Regions from separate parts of the Macaca fascicularis genome. Here region 1 is linked to region 2. Evidence: chromatin contacts called from public Hi-C data. All regions are on one chromosome and are shown on one strand. Each heading gives the region's core, a stretch centred on a gene start, on an enhancer-like site or on the middle of the called end of the contact. The rest is flanking DNA. Distances are from core to core; before and after follow the strand shown.

Region 1 (4,823 bases), core at 250-2,749, 310 kb before region 2:
TATGTTGCCCAGGCTGGTCTCGAACTCCTGGGCTCAAGTGATCCTCCCAGTTCAGCCTCCCAAAGTGCTGAGATTATAGGTGTGAGCCACTGTGCCCAGCCTGAATTTTTAAAAATTTAAATAATTCAGTTAAAAGAAAAAAAAAAACATAAATAGTCAGCTTTTTTCCCCACCTTCATTCGTATATTTCATGAGAGAAGGAAGTATTTTTGAAGATGCTTAGATTGTGCTACTAAAAACAGGAGGCACTAAAGCTTTTAAAGCTAAATTGGTAAAGTTAAATACTACGATGCAACCCAGCAATTCCACTCTTAGGTCCATACCTAAAAAACCTGAAAACAGGCCCGGCGGGGTGGCTCACGCCTATAATCCCAGCACTTTGGGAGGCCGAGGTGGGCGCATCACCCAAGGTCAGGAGTTCGAGACCAGCCTGCCCAACATGGTGAAACCCCGTCTCTACTAAAAATACAGAAAACTTAGCCGGGCGTGGTGGCACATGCCTGTAATCCCAGCTACTCCGGGGGCTGAGGCAGGAGAATTGCTTGAACCCATGAGGTGGAGGTTGCGTTGAGCCTAGATAGCGCAATTGCATTCCAGCCTGGGCAATAAGAGTGGAACTCCATCTAAAGGGCCGGGCGCGGTGGCTCACGGCTGTAATCCCAGCACTTTGAGAGGCCGAGGCGGATGGATCACAAGGTCAGTGGAGATCAAGACCATCCTGGCTAACACAGTGAAACCCCATCTCTACTAAAAATACAAAAAATTAGCCGGGTGTGGTGGCACGCGCCTGTGGTCCCAGCTACTCGGGAGGCTGAGGCAGGAGAATCGCTTGAACCCGGGAGGCGGAGCTTGCAGTGACCCGCGATCATGCCACTACATTCCAACCTGGGCGACAGAGCGCGACGCCGTCTCAAAAAAAAAAAGAAGTCCTGATAGTTGTTACAACATGACTGTAGCTTGAAAACATTAAGCAAAAGAAGCTAGACACAAAAGGTCATATACTGAATGCTTCCATCAATAATGAAATGCCCAGAATAGGTAAATCTATCATAGAGTCAGAAAGTAGATTAGTGGCTGGCTGGGGTTGTGGGGAGAGGGGAACTGGAAGGAATGACTAACTGGTTTGGAGATTTTCTTTTGGGGTTATGAAAATGTTTCTGAACTATATACAGAGGTGATAGTTTAATGCACTGTGAAGGCATTAAACGCCACTGAATTGTAAGTTTTAAGATGGTTTATGTTATGCAAGTTTTACTCAATAAAAATAAAAATAAACTGAATTGGTAGCTAAGATATTGAAACACAGTGTGGAATCGTTCTCATTCATTTCACGAACCCGTGGAAAGATGCTTCCGCTCAGGCCTCACAGACCGGTCCCAGCGCGTTAGTGGGACACAACTCGGGTTTGCAGGGAAGCCCGAGAGCTGGCCTTTTGCGGACTTCCTGGGGACGCAGGACTCTTGCGCACGGGCTTGGGGGCGTGCCCAGGTTCGGGGGCGGGGCCAGGACGCCGCGACCCGGGGAGGACGCGGCGGGAGGCGGGCTTCGCCGGTTGCCAGGAGAACCCGCGACAACAAAAGACGCGGGCGGCGGCGGCGCGGCGTGGCAGAGCGAAGCTGAGGAGTCCAGCCCTCGCCGCCAGGGCCCTGGGCTGTCCCGAGCCGGTCAGTGCGCGGCGGGCCTGGCCGGGCGGTGCGGGGAAGTGGGGCGCCCTCCCTTTCGCGGCACCCGCCCTCCAGCCCGCCGCGCCCGCGCTCCCAGCCCGCCGTTGGGACTAGTAGGCGCCGGCTTGGGGTCTGGGCCGTCGCGGGGTGGGAGCCAGAGGGTGGGCGGTAGGGGCGCCAGCGAGGCCTATGGGGGTGCCCGAGGGGTCTGGGGTCAGGAATGGGAGCCCGGCGAACGACTGGAGGCAGAGCGCCCCTTCCGGAGAAAGCTGGCTCAGCCCTGAGGAGCGGGGCCCGGGGAACGGGGATCGACCCCAACGCGGGACTCGGCCCCCCGGAGCGCACCCCGTGTTCGTCTCGTGTAGCTGCACGGCGTGAGGTGCGACGCGAGGGCCACCACCACCGAGCGCTTTGTTTTGTCGCAGGCGTCTTTTTCCCACTGTAGAGGTTGAAACTTCGGCGCATTCAAGCTTGAGAGCTCCCTCCCTCGGAGGCAGGTGCTGTAAAGAGCAAAGCGCCCCGATTCTTTCTTTGAAACACCTTTTAAGTAACACCGCCGTCTCCAGTGTTGAAAATCTTTGTTGTTTGCTTTTCTTTACTCCTTTGTCTTTACGCATTTGGGGCCTTTTCTGAGCTCCTCATGCGATTTACTATCCATCTACTGGGAAGTTTCTTATGAAAATAATTAACAAACCACACATTTCAGACAACCACTGCTTTCTGGGAAATCAAGGGGACGGGATGGCAGCGGTTTTTGGAGACACTCATTCCTGACCAGTGACATGACATGAGGGATTAAATATTTCTCTTGCCTTTCCTCAGATTTCAAAAACCCATTGAGTATACTTAAATACGACCAGCCAATCAGATTTCGCCTTTTTTCATTTATTGGTGACATAATACGTATGTTTCTGATGACTATAATTGATCAGAATCTGAAGAAGTATAAGTGCTATGGATTGTGGAAAAACTTTGTTTCTTGTATATTGATGTTTTACAAGCCCTATGTTTGTGGACCCTTATTATTGTTTGTTTTGTTTTGAGACGGGGTCTCGCTCTGTTACTCAGGCTAGAGTGCAGTGGCACATTGCAGCCTCAACCTTCCGGGCTCAAGCAATCCTCCAACCTCAGCCTTCCAAGTAGCTGGGACTACAGGTGCGTCACCACTGCCTGGCCCATTCTTGTATTTTTAGTAGAGACAGAGTTTCACCCTGTTGCCCAGGCTGGTCTGTAACTCGTGGGCTGAAGTGATCCACCTGCCTTGGCCTCCCAAAGTGCTGGGATTACAGGCATGAGCCACCGTGCCTGGCCCCGTTATTATTTTTTTTAATGCTTAGAATAAGTTTCAGTTGCCTTTATAACCAAATTGTTTATAGATATTACCATTAAAAACCCCAAGAAATGAGGCTGGGCATGGTGGCTCATATCTGGAATCCCAGTACCTTGGGAGGCTGAGGCGGGTGGATCTCTTCAGCCCAGGAGGTCGAGACCAGCCTGGGCAACATGGTGAAACCCCGTTTCTACTAAAAATACAAGAATTAGCCTGGCGTGGTGCCTGTAATCCCAGCTACTTTGGACGCTGAGGCACGAGAATCGCTTGAACCAGGAGGCTGAGGTTGCAGTGAGCCGAGATGGTGCCGCTGTGCTCCAGCCTGGATGACAGAGCCAGACCTTGTCTCAAAAACAAAACAAAACAAAACAAAAACCCAAGAAATGAAAATATCCCAATTTGGCATTTTTTATTAGCAACTTCATTGGAAGCAGTTAGGTTTGGCTTAACATCGTCCATGAGTTTTGCTTTAATTTGATGGCATACAAAGAAATAAACTAATCTGTATGGTGACTTCAAATGTTGGTTTTCAGAGACATTTGGAAGAATTAACTCAGCATTCCTGCAACTGGAAAAGTTTCCAGTACCAAATGATTGTAGAGTTCTTTAAGATCCAAGAAAGGATTTATCAAACACATGAGCATTTTGTTTTTTCCAGTGTAAAATTCATTAGAATGATTTTAAAACTGCTAAGGTTAGGTGTATCTCTTTGTTTCAGCCATTACAGATAGTTTGTTGACTCTCTTTTGGGATTTTACAGCCCAAGGGACCTGATATTTTTTTTACTCTCAGGGGACTTTTAGAAGAGTGATGTTAATTTTTTTTTGTTGTGATCCTCTTCATGCCATCTACTCACAGAATTACAAATGCAGAGTACCATTGCAGAGTTTTGTTTTATTTTGTTTTGTTTTTGACAGGGTCGCGACCCTTTTGGGATCAAGGGACCCTCTCGCTTCAACCTCCTGAGTAGCTGGGACTATAGGCGCGTGCGCCACCATGCCTGCCTAATTTTTTGATTTTTTGTAGAAACAGGGTTTCTCCATGTTGCCCCGACTGGTCTCGAACTCCTGGGCTCAAGTGATCCACCCACCCTGGCCTCCCAAAGTGCTGGGATTACAGATGTGAACCACTGTGCTGGGCCACGGTTTTTTTTTTCAAGGGTAGTGAATATTAATATTATCAATTCACTGTTATTAGTGTTATTAATAAAATGTTATTTCAGTCTAGTTGTCTCTGTTACTTAATGGTAATCTTCAAGACTCAGCAGCTTCTCCAAAGAACCTAGCCTCACCTCAAACTCATTACTTTTCATCATCTGCACTTAAACATTGTCATAGATTACTTGTTAAATTTAGTATAAGCTTTATCCTTCCAAAACTGAACATTTGTATATAAGTTTTTATGCAAACACAGTGTTTTCATTTCTCTTGGGAGTTTTCATTTCTCTTGGGAGTTTTCATTTCTCTTGGGAGCTGGGTCAAGTGATAACTGTATGTTTAACTTTTTGCGGAAATGTCAATCTGTTTTCCAAAGTGGCTGTACCATTTTACCTTCCCACCAGTAGTGTATGAGGGTTCTAATTTCTTTACACCCTGCTAACACTTATGGTCTGTCTTTGTTATTATAGCAGTGCAAGTGGATGTGGATTGGTATCTCATTGTGGTGGTTGTTTGTTTGTTTGTTTGAGACAGTCTTGGTGTATCACCCAGGCTGGAGTGCAGTGGTTTGATCTCAGCTCACTGTAACCTCTGCCTCCTGGGTTCAAGCGATTCTCCTGCCTCAGCTTCCTGAGTAGCTAGGATTATAGGCGCCCATCACCATGCCCGTCT
Region 2 (4,654 bases), core at 1,371-3,870:
CCCATCGCAGTTTGTGGCAACTCCCTCCTTCCAATTACCCAGGCCTAAAATCTTTTTTTTTTTTTTTTTGAGACAGAGTCTTGCTCTGTAGCCCAGGCTGGAGTGCAGTGGCCGATCTCAGCTCACTGCAAGCTCCGCCTCCCGGGTTCACGCCATTCTCCTGCCTCAGCCTCCCGAGTAGCTGGGACTACAGGCGCCCGCCACCTCGCCCAGCTAGTTTTTTGTATTTTTTAAGTAGAGACGGGGTTTCACCATGTTAGCCAGGATGGTCTCGATCTCTTGACCTCGTGATCCGCCCGTCTTGGCCTCCCAAAGTGCTGGAATTACAGGCTTGAGCCACCGCGCCCGGCCGGCCTAAAATCCTGAATCATCCTTGACTTCTCTCTCGTCTTCTTACACCCCACATCCAGTCCACAAACACATCTTTCTGACTCCGCCTTCAAAATATTGCCAGCATATGACCACATCTCTTCACCTGCATTGTTTCTGACTTCATCTCCCATCATGCTTCCCCTCACTCAGCCACAATGGCTTCCTTCCTGCTCTTTAAAGAAGCCAAGCCTTAGCAGGGCATGGTGGCTCACGCCTGTAATCCCTGCACTTTGGGAGGCCGAGACGCGTGGATCACCTGAGGTCAGGAGTTTGAGACCAGCCTCGCCAACATGATGAAACCCCATCTCTACTAAAAATACAAAAAATTAGCTGGGCGTGGTGGCGGGCGCCTATAATCCCAGCTACTCTGGAGGCTGAGGCAGGGGAATCGCTTGAACTCGGAAGTCGGAGGTGGCAGTGAGCTGAGATTCCACCACTGCGCTCCAGCCTGGGCAACAGGAGTGAAGCTCCATCTCAAAAAAAAAAAAAAAAAAAAAGAAAAAAGGAAAAAAAGAAGCCAAGCCTCAGAACCTTTGCACCTGCCATTCCCTCTGCCTCTCCTGCCCTTTGCTCAGCTATCCACATGGCGGACTCCTCAAGTCTTGCAGGTCTTTGCTCAAACGCCACTCCCCCAGAGGAGCCTTCCCTGACCACTCTGCCTGGCACCCTATGTTCTGCTTACTCCAGAGCATCTCACCAATTCACACACTACATATATTCATTTACTCTGTCTCCCATACCAGAATGTAAATCCTTTGAGGGCAGGGATTTTATCTGTCCTGTTCACTATATGACAATGACATAGAGGAAGGATTGAGCTCAATAATTACTGAGTACATGAATATCACAAGCTATACATCATAGGGATTAGACCCCCCTCAACTGATCCAAGACTCAGAAGGGTACATGAATTACCCAAGCTCACACAGCCAGACAGCAACAGAACCAAGACCTAGGGCTGTCCACTCCTGTTACATCACACGATGGCAATGATTTTACATTCTCCAACTGATTCAAATCATGTGGCAGCTAGGGATTTGGGGCTCCATGTTTTATTTCAATTTCAGTTCAAGATTTCTTATCTTTGTCGCTAAGAACCCTACAGCAATTTTGGAAAGCAAAACCCATCTACCTGGAGTAAGTCTTTACACCTGACTACACGGGCCACAACATGGGCCGTTCCTGATTCAGAAAATTCTAGAAGGGTCCTATAGGCCCTTGAAGGTTATAATGTTTTAGGTGATCAAGTTCTATCCTTTGCTGCCTGTGGTCGAACGCTGCAGCAGCTGTCTTTTCTGATAAAGGGCACAGTTAGACTTTGGTTTAAACAGGAAGCCAAATGTTAACTCCTCAGTCTCCAAATTAGCACACTGGGCTACCTATGTGGTTTCCACAATTCTCTCCTTTCTTTCCAAACCTTCAGGAGCTACCCTCCATATTAACGCTGTCTCCTTCCAGGTTAAGCTGATGAAAGGAAGGGGAAAACGATTCACTACAAAATCGAATCGGAGAAGTCCAGGGCCTCACAGGAGGAGGCCGCTGTGTGTTCAGATGGCCAAAGGTCCGTGAGAGCCTGGGCCGTGGTTTGCGTCCTCTCGCTAGAGGCCGTGCACCCTCCCGCCTAGCCCCGACGAGGCGCCCGGAAACCGAGCCCAGCGCCGCTCGCTAGGCCTCCACTGCGCGGCCCCGCAGCCGCCTCTTCAGGAGTGGCTTCCTCCCTGAGCATGCGGTCGCTGCAGCCTCCCTGTCTTAGAGCGGGAACCCTGGGCTCGGATGCGGTCCCAGGATGGGCGCTCTGCTAGCAGGCTGGTGGGCGGGGAGAGTGCGCGCAGCCGCGGGCCTCGGTTTCTTCATCTGCAAAGGGAAGGGTGGGGGGTCCCCACGACCCCATTTCACCGGCAGGGACGGCGACACGTCCGGCCTCCGCCGCGCCCGCAACGTCTCTCCCGGGCGTCCCCCGCCCTCTCCCGGACCTACTTCCCCGAGCCGCTCACGCCCATCACCAGCAACGCGCCCGGCGCCGCCATGACCCGAGCCTGGCTCCTTCCAGTCACCTTCCGGGCCCCGCCGTCCCCGGCCTTCCCGGCGCCCGAGGGGCGGAGCCGCTCCCGCCCAGGCAGGGCGAGTGAGGGCTGTGCCCCTCTGCGCTCCCCCGGTTTCCCCGCGCCCCTTTTCCATGCTTTCCGCCTCCCTTTCCCAACCTCCCCATCTCTCTCTCCAGCCCCTTCTTTTCCTCTCCCCTCCCCTCCCTCTTTCCTCTTCCCGGAAGTGAAGCGCGCGCCCGGCCTGGCACTGGCGTCTCCCTGGGCTGCCCATAGTCGCCCAAAGCCCCGCCACCTGTCTTCCTACTGTCCTGGCCCCTCTTGGTTCCAGAAGAGCCTCACCCTGGCAGGCTGGATCGTCATCCACCCATGGAAAGCATTCATTCATTCATTTATAAAAATGTTTTATAGAAAGAATAAACGGAAAATAAGACTCATACTTTCCCACACCAGGCAGCATAAGCAGCACTTCCTAACACGACACCCCTTTCCCCGCGCCCCCGCGTAGGTAGATGGGTATGAATATTTTGTAAAACTGGGATCAGGCCGTACACAGCGTTTTGTAATCTGGCCTTTTGTCACAATAATAAATGGCGGCCATCTTTTGGTGTCAAACTTAAGGTTGAGGGTTGACCATAGCAGCGTATGTCATGGCTGTGTGGCTCTGCTATTAAATCCAGCTCTTGTTGGGACTTTAAGAGGACGGAGCTCCACTTTAAAGTGTCCATTTGCTTTAAAACAATGTGTTAATTATGTGTCGTTTGAACTATTTGATTAAAAGCACTTCTAACCGCATTTAGCATCACCTCCTTTGGTCTTTTGCATTTAGCATCACCTCCTTTGGTCTTTTGTTAACCAAGGTCGTAGGTATTACTCTGTGTCCTAGAAAACAATAAAAGTGACATAAAAGCATTTATCTAATGAATAGTTCAATTACTCCTGCACTGCCTTTGTTTTTCATATACTTAGCTTGAGTAGATGAGATTTCAATCTGGATGGGGGCTGTACAGATGAAGAAATTGAGGCTTGGAGAGAAGGTCTTACAACTCAGTTATGGTCAATACTCATTTCTTGAACATCTACCATGTGCTGGTAATATTAATATGCATTTAAAAGATTACACTCTCGGCATTCTCAAGCTTGATAAGAGGAATAGATGTGTATGCAAATACTCTAACTTGTGTCCTGCTTCTCTAGCTCAGTATGAAAAAAAAAATCTCATATTTCTTTCATTGTTCAAATCAGAATTATTAGCAGAAAATCTGGTTCTTCTCCTTGGATTTCTTTCCCAAGACATGTCCAAGGATCTTAAACTTGCTGTGCTGCTCAGGGTGGCGGCAGGAAACAGCATGCTCAAATTGGGGCAGGTGAACAGAATTTAACAAAGGGACTATTTGTAGAGATGTGGGTAGGGTCAGAAAAAGCAACTAGGGGCAGAGTCCGGATCTGAGTAACTGAGAAGTGTTTTCACTCTTAAATAGAAAGGGGCCGATGAGAGGGAGCCTTTATATGAGAAGGGAAGAGAATGGAAAGAAAGAGACAGAGAGAATAGACCATATAGAAAGAAGTATCTGACAGGACTGTAGCCTTAGGAAGAGAGACAGACATTCCTTGTTGACCCAGCAGAAAAATAATCAGGAGAATAAATAGCCTCTCCTCCCCTCCTCTTGCACTGTGATCTGCTAGTGGCCAAACCCCACCCGTCAAACCCAATTGGAAGGTGGAGAGCTAGGGAGTCCATTGGTGCCCATGCATGCCAATTTCCTGGGCTCAGAGCAGGGAAGAGAACGGTGGAGATTGTATCTGGAGGGACCAATGAAAGATACCCAGCACACCAGTGTCAGTGAAACCCTGTGCCTGCTTCCAGGACAGCAGAACTTCAGAGGTGCCCCTAAGAGCTGAATCCCACATTTTTTGCTTTCCAAAGAGTGCCACCTGCTGGTCCTGGTTGTCTTGGTGCTTCCCAGCTGTTACTATGGGGCAACCCAGAGGATGAATATTGGTCTGGTTTTAGGTCTACTGCAAAACTGTTGTACTGAGGCACATGGTACTCTGGAAACCCCAAGTCCCTAGTGAGGCACAGCTTCCTGCATGAGTTTCTATAGTCACTCAAGTCCAGATCACCCCCAGATTCTGGACAGCATGTACTGTAAGTCTCAAACAGAAGTGGCAGTGCTCCTGTATGAAGCTGCCCATTTCCACAGGGGTTAAACAGAGCTCAGTGACGAGCACCTTAATGT

The links. A called contact is a pair of places that touch in the nucleus more often than the background predicts.
Region 1: a Hi-C map of skeletal muscle shows a contact between it and region 2, with 5 times the contacts expected there. The contact joins the promoter of KIF27 here to the promoter of IDNK in region 2. A contact is called at or near these places in 2 of 2 Hi-C or Micro-C datasets (liver and skeletal muscle).

Annotation. Positions count from the first base shown.
Region 1 is chr15:114,544,175-114,548,997 of T2T-MFA8v1.1, reverse strand. It overlaps KIF27 (kinesin family member 27), which reads left to right and starts at 1,499. Exons shown (of 18, transcript XM_005582030.4): 1 at 1,499-1,664.
Region 2 is chr15:114,234,637-114,239,290 of T2T-MFA8v1.1, reverse strand. IDNK (IDNK gluconokinase) reads right to left here and starts at 2,620. Exons shown (of 6, transcript XR_012424829.1): 1 at 2,427-2,620.